2 separate regions of the Arachis hypogaea genome follow, and region 2 is linked to region 1. A link is a contact called in public Hi-C data. All regions are on one chromosome and are shown on one strand. Each heading gives the region's core, a stretch centred on a gene start, on an enhancer-like site or on the middle of the called end of the contact. The rest is flanking DNA. Distances are from core to core; before and after follow the strand shown.

Region 1 (4,752 bases), core at 475-2,974:
TTTTTATTAAAAAAATTATTAAAAAATATAAATTGTAACTTTTTAAAAAAAATATTTTTAATTTTTTTATTATTTTTATTTTTACTATTAAAAATTTGTCAAATATATTAAAAAATAAAAAAATATTTTTTATTAAAAAAAGTTTTTTTTATTGATTTAATGGCGTCCAAACAAACACTAAGAATGAAATTTTTATACGAAAATATGAGAATGTATTTATAATTTGATTAATTTAAATGGTTAAAATTAAATATAGCTAAAAATAGTATACAAACAACGTATTTAATATAGTTATTGATTTCATGAGAGAAAATATATTTAATAGCCATTATATTTATGAATTATTCTCCACATACAAGCGTTTTTGCTATACAAGTCTTATAAGTCCATATACTCAATTACACATAACACGCGCCTCTTTTGGCACGTCTAATCCACGCGCCTCTTAACAGATTTTTCAATCAACGCGTGAATATATAACTTCCTTTTTCGAAAGGATTTTGTTTTCTTTTTCGAATTTCTTCTGCGTTTTCGTGCCTTCTCTCTGCGATCTCTTTCGTGCGTTTCTCTCTGCGTTCCCTTTTGGCGTTTACGTGCGTTCTCTTTGTTTGTTTTCTCGATTTCCATTGTTTCTGAAATCAAGCTCTGAAATCATTTTGAAATCAAGCTCTACTCTGAAATTGTTTTGAAATCAAGCTCTGAAATTCTTTTGAAGATAATGGATGATTTAACTTCAGATTGTCAGCTAAACCAGAGCGAAGTGAATTTTGATCCAATGAAGTCTCTGAGGTGTGGTTTAATTCCAGTTAATATTTTTGTTAGTAGTTTATGATTGTGGAGCTGATTAATGTTGTGAACCTTGCCTATGAAATTTTTTGTTCATTGTTCATTGTTTGAATTGAATGTAATGTACTAGTTCTGATGAATCTTCTGCATTTTATATCAGACTTTCGGGTGTAAATGAGGAATATTTGGGTGTAACCTGAGAAAGTTTGGGTGTATTTACAGGTTCTGACTTTTCAATTGACTGAGGGTGAATTGTCTTATTGTTTTAGTTGAATTGTTTTAGTTTCTGTTTGATGATGACTCATGAATATGAGTTTTGTTATTTTTTATGATGGTTTTATAGTTGTATTTGAAATCTATAGTTTTTGCTTGTTTTAATATTGCGTATTGTGGACTATTTTGGGTGTATTTTGTAGTTCCTCCGTGATGTTGATAAGCAGTTTGTTCCCAAGGTTGGGATGACTTTTAACACCCTTGAAGATGCTGCAAAATTCTACAAGAATTATTCGAAAGTTGTAGGTATTTCTACAAGAGTTCGGAGCATAAATAAGAAGGAAAACGAAATTAAGAATCAATTGATTAAATGTAGCAGAGTGGGGAAATGGAAATAAAAAATATCTCCGACAGAGAAGACAAACCCCTCAGCAGGATTAAATTGTCCCGCAATAATTTATATACACATATTGAAGAACATCGATATTTGGATCATTTCCAAGGTCGTGTTGCATCATTCACATCCTTGCTGTGCAAATCAAGCAGAGATGCTTAAACAATACAGAGAACTAAGCATGTCCGTGCGTCGTACAATAGAGAAGAACGAGGAAGCCGGAATCAGACCAAGCAAAATTTACCAATCATTTGTGACAGTAGCGGAGGGTTACCGCGAGTTAAATTTTATCGAAAAGATGTGAGAAATTACATCACGAGAGAAGTGCGGAATGTCATCAGAACTAGAGGATGCAAAAGAATTTGGGAAATACTTATTAAAACTGAAAGAGAAGAATCAGAATTTCTTTTTCGAGCTCGAACTCGAGGATGATCAGTCGATTAAGCTTGCTTTTTGGGTGGACGCAAGGAGCAGGGCCGCCTGTGAGTATTTCGGAGATGGTATTTCATTCGACACCACCTACAATACAAATAGGTAATATGCTGTTTTGGTTTATGATGTTGAATTAATGTTGTTTTATAAATCTGCACACTACAAGAAAAAAGGCCTATCGGCACACATTTTTCTTGCCACGCTTTTAAAGTGTGGCCAAAAGTGGTCAATGGGCACGCTTTTATGAGGGTGGCAGCTAATTTGTGATTTGGCCACTTTTTTTTGCCACACTTAAAAAGCGTGGCCATAGAGAGAAACAGGCATGCTTTAAAAGCGTGGCTAATTTGTCTTAACCCTGCAAAAGTGTACCGATAAAGTTCACCCCAAAATTTTATTTCCCACATTTTTTTCTAAGTTATCTTTTAACCTAGCTATAGAAGTGATATGATAACAGCTGATACACTTCACTGTTATTCCCAAATTCACTTTTAACCTAGAAGCAAGCTGCCGTCACACCCAGGAAGCTGCCGTTGCACCAAGTCGATCGCCATGACCCTCACACCCAGCATGCTCGCCTTCATGTTCATCTAACCCTCACACCCAGCCCTTTATCTAACCCTCACACCCAACCCACTCTCTGTCGCACCCAAACCCTAAATCACTTTCTCATTCACCACTCTCATCACTACTCCGTGATTAACTGTGCCTGGAGCTCCGCCGTCTTTATTTCACCGCGCCTCGAGCTCTGCAGTGCACGATTCACTGCGTCTCAAGCTCTGTTGTCTCTCCGTCTTGAGCATCACCTCCTTCGTCAGACCAGGGTCGCAGCCGAGCTGCCATCCCCTTCTCTATCGCTCCTAGGCATCGGCATGCCCTCCTACTCCCTCAGTGGTCTCTGTCTCGCAAACCCTCGTTGGATTCGGAATCCTCTGTCTTTGTCTCAATCGGCACCGTAAGCACTGGTAAGTCTTTCTTCCCTGATTCTCTGTGTCTCTATTTTGGACTAATTAACAGAAAGAGAAATCTTTCCCCAATTAGGCACTCCTGCCTAAAGTTCTTGGAAGTAGCAGAAGATAATTCGCTGAAAGTGAACGTTTGTGCAGCAATGTTATTGCTCCCTGTGTCTTTGTTTCCATCTTTGTTTAATATTTTAGGTTTTGTTTGTTGGCCTCCCTTTGACTTGTTCTGATAATTATTATTTAGTTAGTTAAATCCATGTTAAATTTGTAGATGAATCTTAAACTTATGTTACATTGGCATGTATTTTTTAGATGAATTTTGCAAAGGGAGTTGGAGGCGGTGGGAAGAGGTTGGTGGTGCTTGATGAAATGTACAAGAGGGATATTTTGATCCCTACAGCTGGTGGAGCCTCCATCACCATTAGAGGGGTCTCTGAGGACATTCGTTGTGATAAAGGGGATAGAATAAGGTTCAAATCCGATGTGCTTGAGTTCAACCAGGTCCTCCTTTTTCTCTATATCTTCTTCTCTGTTTCATTTGTAAGATGCCAATTAGTTAGAAAGCTTTGTTATATCACTATGTTTGGGTTTTAAGATCTTTATCTGAATCTTTTTTAAACTTTCAGATGTCTGAGTTGTTAAATCAGAAATCGGCAGTGCAAGGGAAAATACCTTCTGGCTATTTCAATGCTCTTTTTGATTTAAGTGGTAACTGGTTGAGGGATGCTGCTGACATCAAGTATCTTGCTATTGATGGTTATTTCATTTCGCTTGACTATTTACATCTAACAGCTTCTCCACTTGTGCTGCAAGAGGAAGTTAAGAAGTCTGTTCCTGCTCAATGGGACCTGGCGACATTGGCTAGGTAAACACCACGCCCCTACTATGTTTAGTAAGTAGAGTGGCGAATTCACTAAATTAATCTTTGTATTCCTGGTGTAAATATTGAGTGTCTTGAATTCAATTCGTTGTTGGTTGTTATACATTCATCATTTTGGCGATCCTACAAAATTTAGCCTAGTTGTTGTCTTATTGATGAACCGAACAGACTAATGAAAGAGTTTCGACATTGATAGCACCCATCTCATTTGATGTGGAGTGATCTTGACAGTTTGATATGGTGTTTAAGTTTGGGTTTCTATGTTGATTCGTATGTGATGCTGATGAATTTTGTTAGGCAGGTTCATTCAGACATATGGTACACACATAGTAGTAGGTATGGCTATTGGTGGTCAAGATGTAATCTGTGTCAAACAGAAGCATTCTTCAAAGATTTCTCCTGGTGATCTCAGAAGACATTTAGAAGATCTTGGAGATTTTCTGTTTTCAAATGTAAGGAGTCCTTCTTTACTACAGAGGCAGACAACCGATGACAAACAGAAGGTATTTTGCTTTATCATCTACAAATTTACCAGTTTCACTAGTTTGTTACTTTTAGAGCAAATAGTTATCAGAACAAAGCCTTAGAGCAAATAGTTACATTGGCATGTATTTTTTAGATGAATATTAAACTTATGTTAGTATTATAGAATACATTGGCATGTATATATTGTAGTGCACCAGCATATGACTATACAAGACAGGTTATGAAAGGGTAATAGGTTCTAGGGTATTTTACACCAACCTCACCTATGGTTAAATGATATTGTATAATGTACCGCTTGATTTTCATGCCTACACTAAACCTCCTAAGGTTACTGTAATTTGTTGTAAAGCACCACTACTAGATTATTGCATACAATTATAAAGTAAGTATATGGTATGAAGTTGATTATTATCTTCTGGGGTGACCAAATGTTTGCATCCAACTCCTCTGTAGGCCATCCATTATTTTGGTTTGAAAGGAACAAGCATGTTTGATGTTGATAACTTTCCTGGCTTTCAAATTGGTGAGTTTTCTTTTCAAATCCTAAATATAGTTCCAAGGAGCTTGGACTTCGGAGTTCGATGATAGCAGGCCCTACCAAG
Region 2 (4,924 bases), core at 535-3,034, 190 kb after region 1:
CCTTCTCCCTTCTTATTCTTCCCTTTCCCCTTCGCATGAGGAAAAATACTCTCTTTCTCTTATTATTTTTTTTTATTTTATAAATTTTTGTTATGGATAATTTAGTCCAAAATTTTAATATTTAAATAAAAAAGACAATTTTGTATGAAAAAAAGGTTGGGGACGAAAAAAATTTTCAGCCTATACCTTGGGAATCAAAATCGTACTTAAAAGACTTAAAGTATGTATTACATACAGTAACTTTGCTTTTTTTTACTACAATTTTCTGAGTGATTTTTTTCATCTACAAAATACTTAATTTGCATTTCTCACTGGTAGGCACAAGATTGATTGCATTCTGTTCGGAGAGTGAATTTAGCCTTTTTAGACCATAATACAACTAATGATAGTTCTAGATATTTATCTTGGACTCCAATATGATTTATGTGTAGCTAGCTGAAAATTTGAATATGAACCTCCTTAGGGATGTTATTGCTAAAAAACACTGTAGATTTATTTAAATTTTCTATATGTCCATTGAAATTCCTGTAGTTTTTTAATAGAGAAAGGATATTATCACAACTATCTCCTTTTACCTTAAAAATAGGATATAATTGTCTGTGAATAATAGATGATTGACTGAGGGGCACTTTCTATTAACCTATATTTCATGAATCAGTGTGTTTTGTTCTGTCTTATGAAGTAAGAAAAAAAGTCTTTATGCACAGAATAAAAATAGGTATGGAAATAGAGGACAACCTTGATTGATACTTCTATTTGGTTTGAAAAAAAAAAATCAAATCGTTGTCCATCCATATTGACAAAATAAGAAACAGTGGTCATTAATTCTTGAATTCAACCTATCTAAGTTGGTCCAAAACCCAATTTTTTCAACATAAATCATAAAAAATGTCATATCCCTATCATATATCTTACTCATGTCTAGTTTAATTATCATTTCATGTTCCAAAACCCTCTTTTTATTTTTGAGATCGTGCATACATTCATAAGCAATGAGAATATTGTTTGAGATCAACTTACCCTTAATGAAAGCACTTTAAGTATTACTTACCAGTTTATTCATCATGTGCTGGAGTTTGTGAACAAACACCTTGAAGATTATCTTGTATATTACCGTAGAGAAACTTATATGGCACACCTTTATCATATCACTAATATAAGAAATCTTAGGAATAAGACAAATCTAGCTATGGTTGAAGATTTTCAAAATTTTTCTACCTACAAAGAAGCTTCTAACTACCATATACACATCCTCACTAACAATATTCTAATAGAATTAAAAAAATTTAACAGTCATACCACCAATAATATTCTAACTACCATGAACTCTTGCAACCCTTAGTTTTTCTAATTTAAGCTGAATATTATCCATTTTCAGCCTTGAATTAGATCTGGTAGACTGCTGTCACTGGATCAAGCGGTGTCTACATAACTTTAGCTTATGCACTAATTTAAACATCGCTGGTCCGCCAATATTTTGTTGCCAAACCTCATTGATAATTCATCTAACTTCTTCTGATATGCACCATCGTTCCTGAAACTTGAATGTTCTCTTAGTTCCCTCAGTTTTCAATTTTGTATCAAGCAATAGTGGAGCATGATCCAAACCGAGTTCTAAAAGACAAAGTACAACTGTATTGAGAAATCTCTTCAGCCACACCACCCCTATAAACACCATATCCAAAACGATCACGTATAAGTTCAGATTCACCTCTACAATTAGAACACGTCTATGGACTACCCATTGTGTCAATGTTTATAAGATCTCTATCTTCAATAAAATTATTGAAAGTTTCAATTGATGATTGCACGCTGTCATTCCTACCCATATTTTTTTTTTTTTTTGACTTTTGATAGCATTAAAATTTCTAAGTACCACTACTACACCTTGAAATTGCCGAATAACTGAAATATGATAAGTAAATTACAAAAGTTGAGTATGATCATTTATGCTCAAATATATTCCTGCCAGCCCCCATTCTTCATTTGTACCCAAGTCTTTAACTGCTGTTGTAATATAAAATTATTCCAACTTCACAATTTTGACTTCCACATCATCTTTCCATGCCAAAGCCAAACTTCTTGCTACACCACTCGGTTTTACTATGGCCCAATCTTTATAACCATATGACCTTAATTTTTCTTCCATTTTTCGAAATTGATTTTTCGTTTCGCATAAAAAAAATCTTAGGGAGTGGGATCTATTAATCCCTATCAGACTGTGGATTATCAAGGACCTTCTCAAATTCCGACAATTTCACATGAGGACCTCATATCTCTTTGGATGCCATTTGACAGCCGACACCCTCCACTCTCATGTCATCATCACTAGATAGCTCCATACACATCTTTTTGATATTATCATTATTCTCTTTTAATTTCTTCCAATTTGCATCTTCTCTCCAATAATCATCTTTCCAATAATTTCTCCTTAATGGACCTCTTGTTAATTATTCTTAGACAAAGTCATATTTTCCAACAAAATTAAGGAACTCGAGTTTGTGATACCATTCCAAACTACTTTAGAAATTTCAAAAATTTAGTTTGTATTTGTTCTCCATGCTTCTCTTTGGCTGTCTTTTAACATGATCATTCGTTTCTTTTATAGTTAGACTTGAAAATTCTTCCAATAACTAAACTGGTGGTAGTTTTTTCATTGACTGAGGTGTCTTATTATTTCGAGACTTTTTTGTCGTCTCTCCATCTTCCCTAACTTTCACTCTTCTCTTAACATGATCCGCCTTTACCTATTTTCCAAATTTATTTTGATGCAAATGATCCGAGATAGAATTCTGCATCAACCTTTGACAATCTTTAGCAACGTGGCCTAGATGAGCACAGTATGTACAAAAAGCTTTAAGTCTCTCATATCGCAACTCCACTTTCATCGTTTTTTTTTTTTTATCAAAATTATTTATATCTTTAAATATCATCATAGATATTTATATTTATCTATCTTTGCTATTATTCTTAGGTAAAAATGAGAAAGAGAAAAGTCATTCTATAAAAAAATTAAAATATTAATTAAAGGTGACTAGAAAAAATTAATTTATATACTTGCTCATATTTCCTATTGTAATTAAAAAAAAAAGAACGAATGACAATACATTTAATACATCAAATTTAAAGTCAGAGTCTATTGTGAACTAATAACTAAAAAAAGAAAATCATTATTGGTTTTGTGTAATGAATATAATACATCATACCAAATAGGGAATTTCATTATAATTTAAATTTTATATTCAACTAGAGCGTATTTGTTTTCTTTTTTGCATAATTTGCTTGGAGTAGCTCCGTGCAGTAGGTATGACTATGAAGCATGAACTAATCGGACAATTTAAGTTAATTTTTTATTTGTTTGTCTACGGTAACTAATCTGCTAATGAGCTGCTGAACGCATAAGACAAAATTAAAATATTTTGACATTTGTTTAAGCGAATCAGTGAGCTGATCACTTGATGTTCCAAATTGATTGGCAATTTAAGTTACTAGCAGTAGTATATCAGTATTTTAATTTTAATTGACAGTATTTCATTAAACAAATAAATAGAAAGTTAGAAGAAGACGAAGAGACCAATAATTTTTCCCTCCAAAACTCAGAATGTGAAGTTAAGTGAACTATCATCAAGAATTTAATGCCCCACACTTATCACAAGTCACAATAAATCGCAGAACAGTGAGTAACAATGAATCGTAACAATGAGACTCGAAAGAAGAAGAAGAGCCTCTTATTTGAATCCTCAAACCCAAACCTTACTAACTTCCCACGCCGCTTAAGCGTCGCAGATATTCTTCTCACCGGTGACGAAGACGAAAACGACGCTAATTCCATGGCCGGCGTCGGAAAACCTTCGCTGTCTGCCAGATGCTATTCGCCTTGGCGACTTCTTGCTAGGTTGCTTAAGGTGCTGAGGCACACTAAGGGACACACAGCGGCTCTGCGACGGAGGCAGCAGAATGAGACTCCTCACTCCACCGCGACTACGCCGTCGCTGATAAACGTATCAAATGGCAGTAAGGAGTTCGGTGAGAAGCTCTGATTATTTTTTCCCGATTTTTTTTTGTTAAGTTAATTTTGGTAATTTTAACTGTTTTGTAACTTGCTTATGCTTATGCTTCATTCGCATGTGAATAGTGATGTACACAAAATTTTACCTGAATCTTTGATCTGACTGTATTTAATATAGTGGATTGTGACTTCATCTCTTTGCAATTTCTGATTAACCTAAACCTTTGTAATTAGTCTAATGCGATTTCCTAGTTCAAATCTTGAAATTAGCAAACATTTTTGGGAGTATTAGTTTGTTTATTAGCGGGATTAAGATTCACCGTTGTATCTGTTGATCGATCGTTTTTGTTTATATGTTTTTCCCATCCTGGAGGTGATTAGTATGCCATCAAATGCTAAAATACTAAAATATATTTATTTTACAGAAAATCGCTAGCAGTCTTTAACAATTTTGGCTAGCATTAGCGAGCACACAAAAAATTTACTAATTTCTGTGTGCAAACTCTGGTAAATGTATGTAAGTGCAACTGGATTGACTCGTGTTTGCAAGCTCAGATAAATATAAGTGCAAATTATATGCTTCTTGTGTGTAAGGCCTGTAAATGTGGGTGCATAATATTATTCGTTCAAAATAATAATATTTGGTGGCCATGAAGCATTGATGTTTATTTTATTGTTTGGTATAACATGCAAAATTGTTTCACCCGTTCCTTCTCTTTACAATTTCCCTTCATAATCAGTGACGAGTTATGCATTTTTCTCCTTGATAGTTACTTCATGATGTTGTTGATGTGTTCTGCAGGAGAGTTGCACGATGATGCTTCTTTTAAGCTAGGAGTTGGTTGTGGTTTACTATATATGATTGCAGCTAGTAAAAATGAGCTTGGGAAGATGGTTGAATTGCGGAAAGAAATG

What was found. A called contact is a pair of places that touch in the nucleus more often than the background predicts.
Region 2: a Hi-C map of leaf shows a contact between it and region 1, with 2.4 times the contacts expected there. The contact joins the promoter of LOC112785141 here to the promoter of LOC140183175 in region 1. A contact is called at or near these places in 3 of 8 Hi-C or Micro-C datasets (leaf and an unstated tissue).

The regions. Positions count from the first base shown.
Region 1 is chr20:117,435,006-117,439,757 of arahy.Tifrunner.gnm2.J5K5, forward strand. LOC140183175 (MACPF domain-containing protein NSL1-like) reads left to right here and starts at 1,725. Exons shown (of 5, transcript XM_072231197.1): 1 at 1,725-1,893; 2 at 2,641-2,787; 3 at 2,980-2,984; 4 at 3,097-3,285; 5 at 3,411-3,710. The coding sequence starts at 1,725. The coding sequence ends at 3,653.
Region 2 is chr20:117,620,478-117,625,401 of arahy.Tifrunner.gnm2.J5K5, forward strand. LOC112785141 (protein POLAR LOCALIZATION DURING ASYMMETRIC DIVISION AND REDISTRIBUTION) reads left to right here and starts at 1,785. Exons shown (of 3, transcript XM_025828583.3): 1 at 1,785-4,026; 2 at 4,812-4,924. The coding sequence starts at 3,687.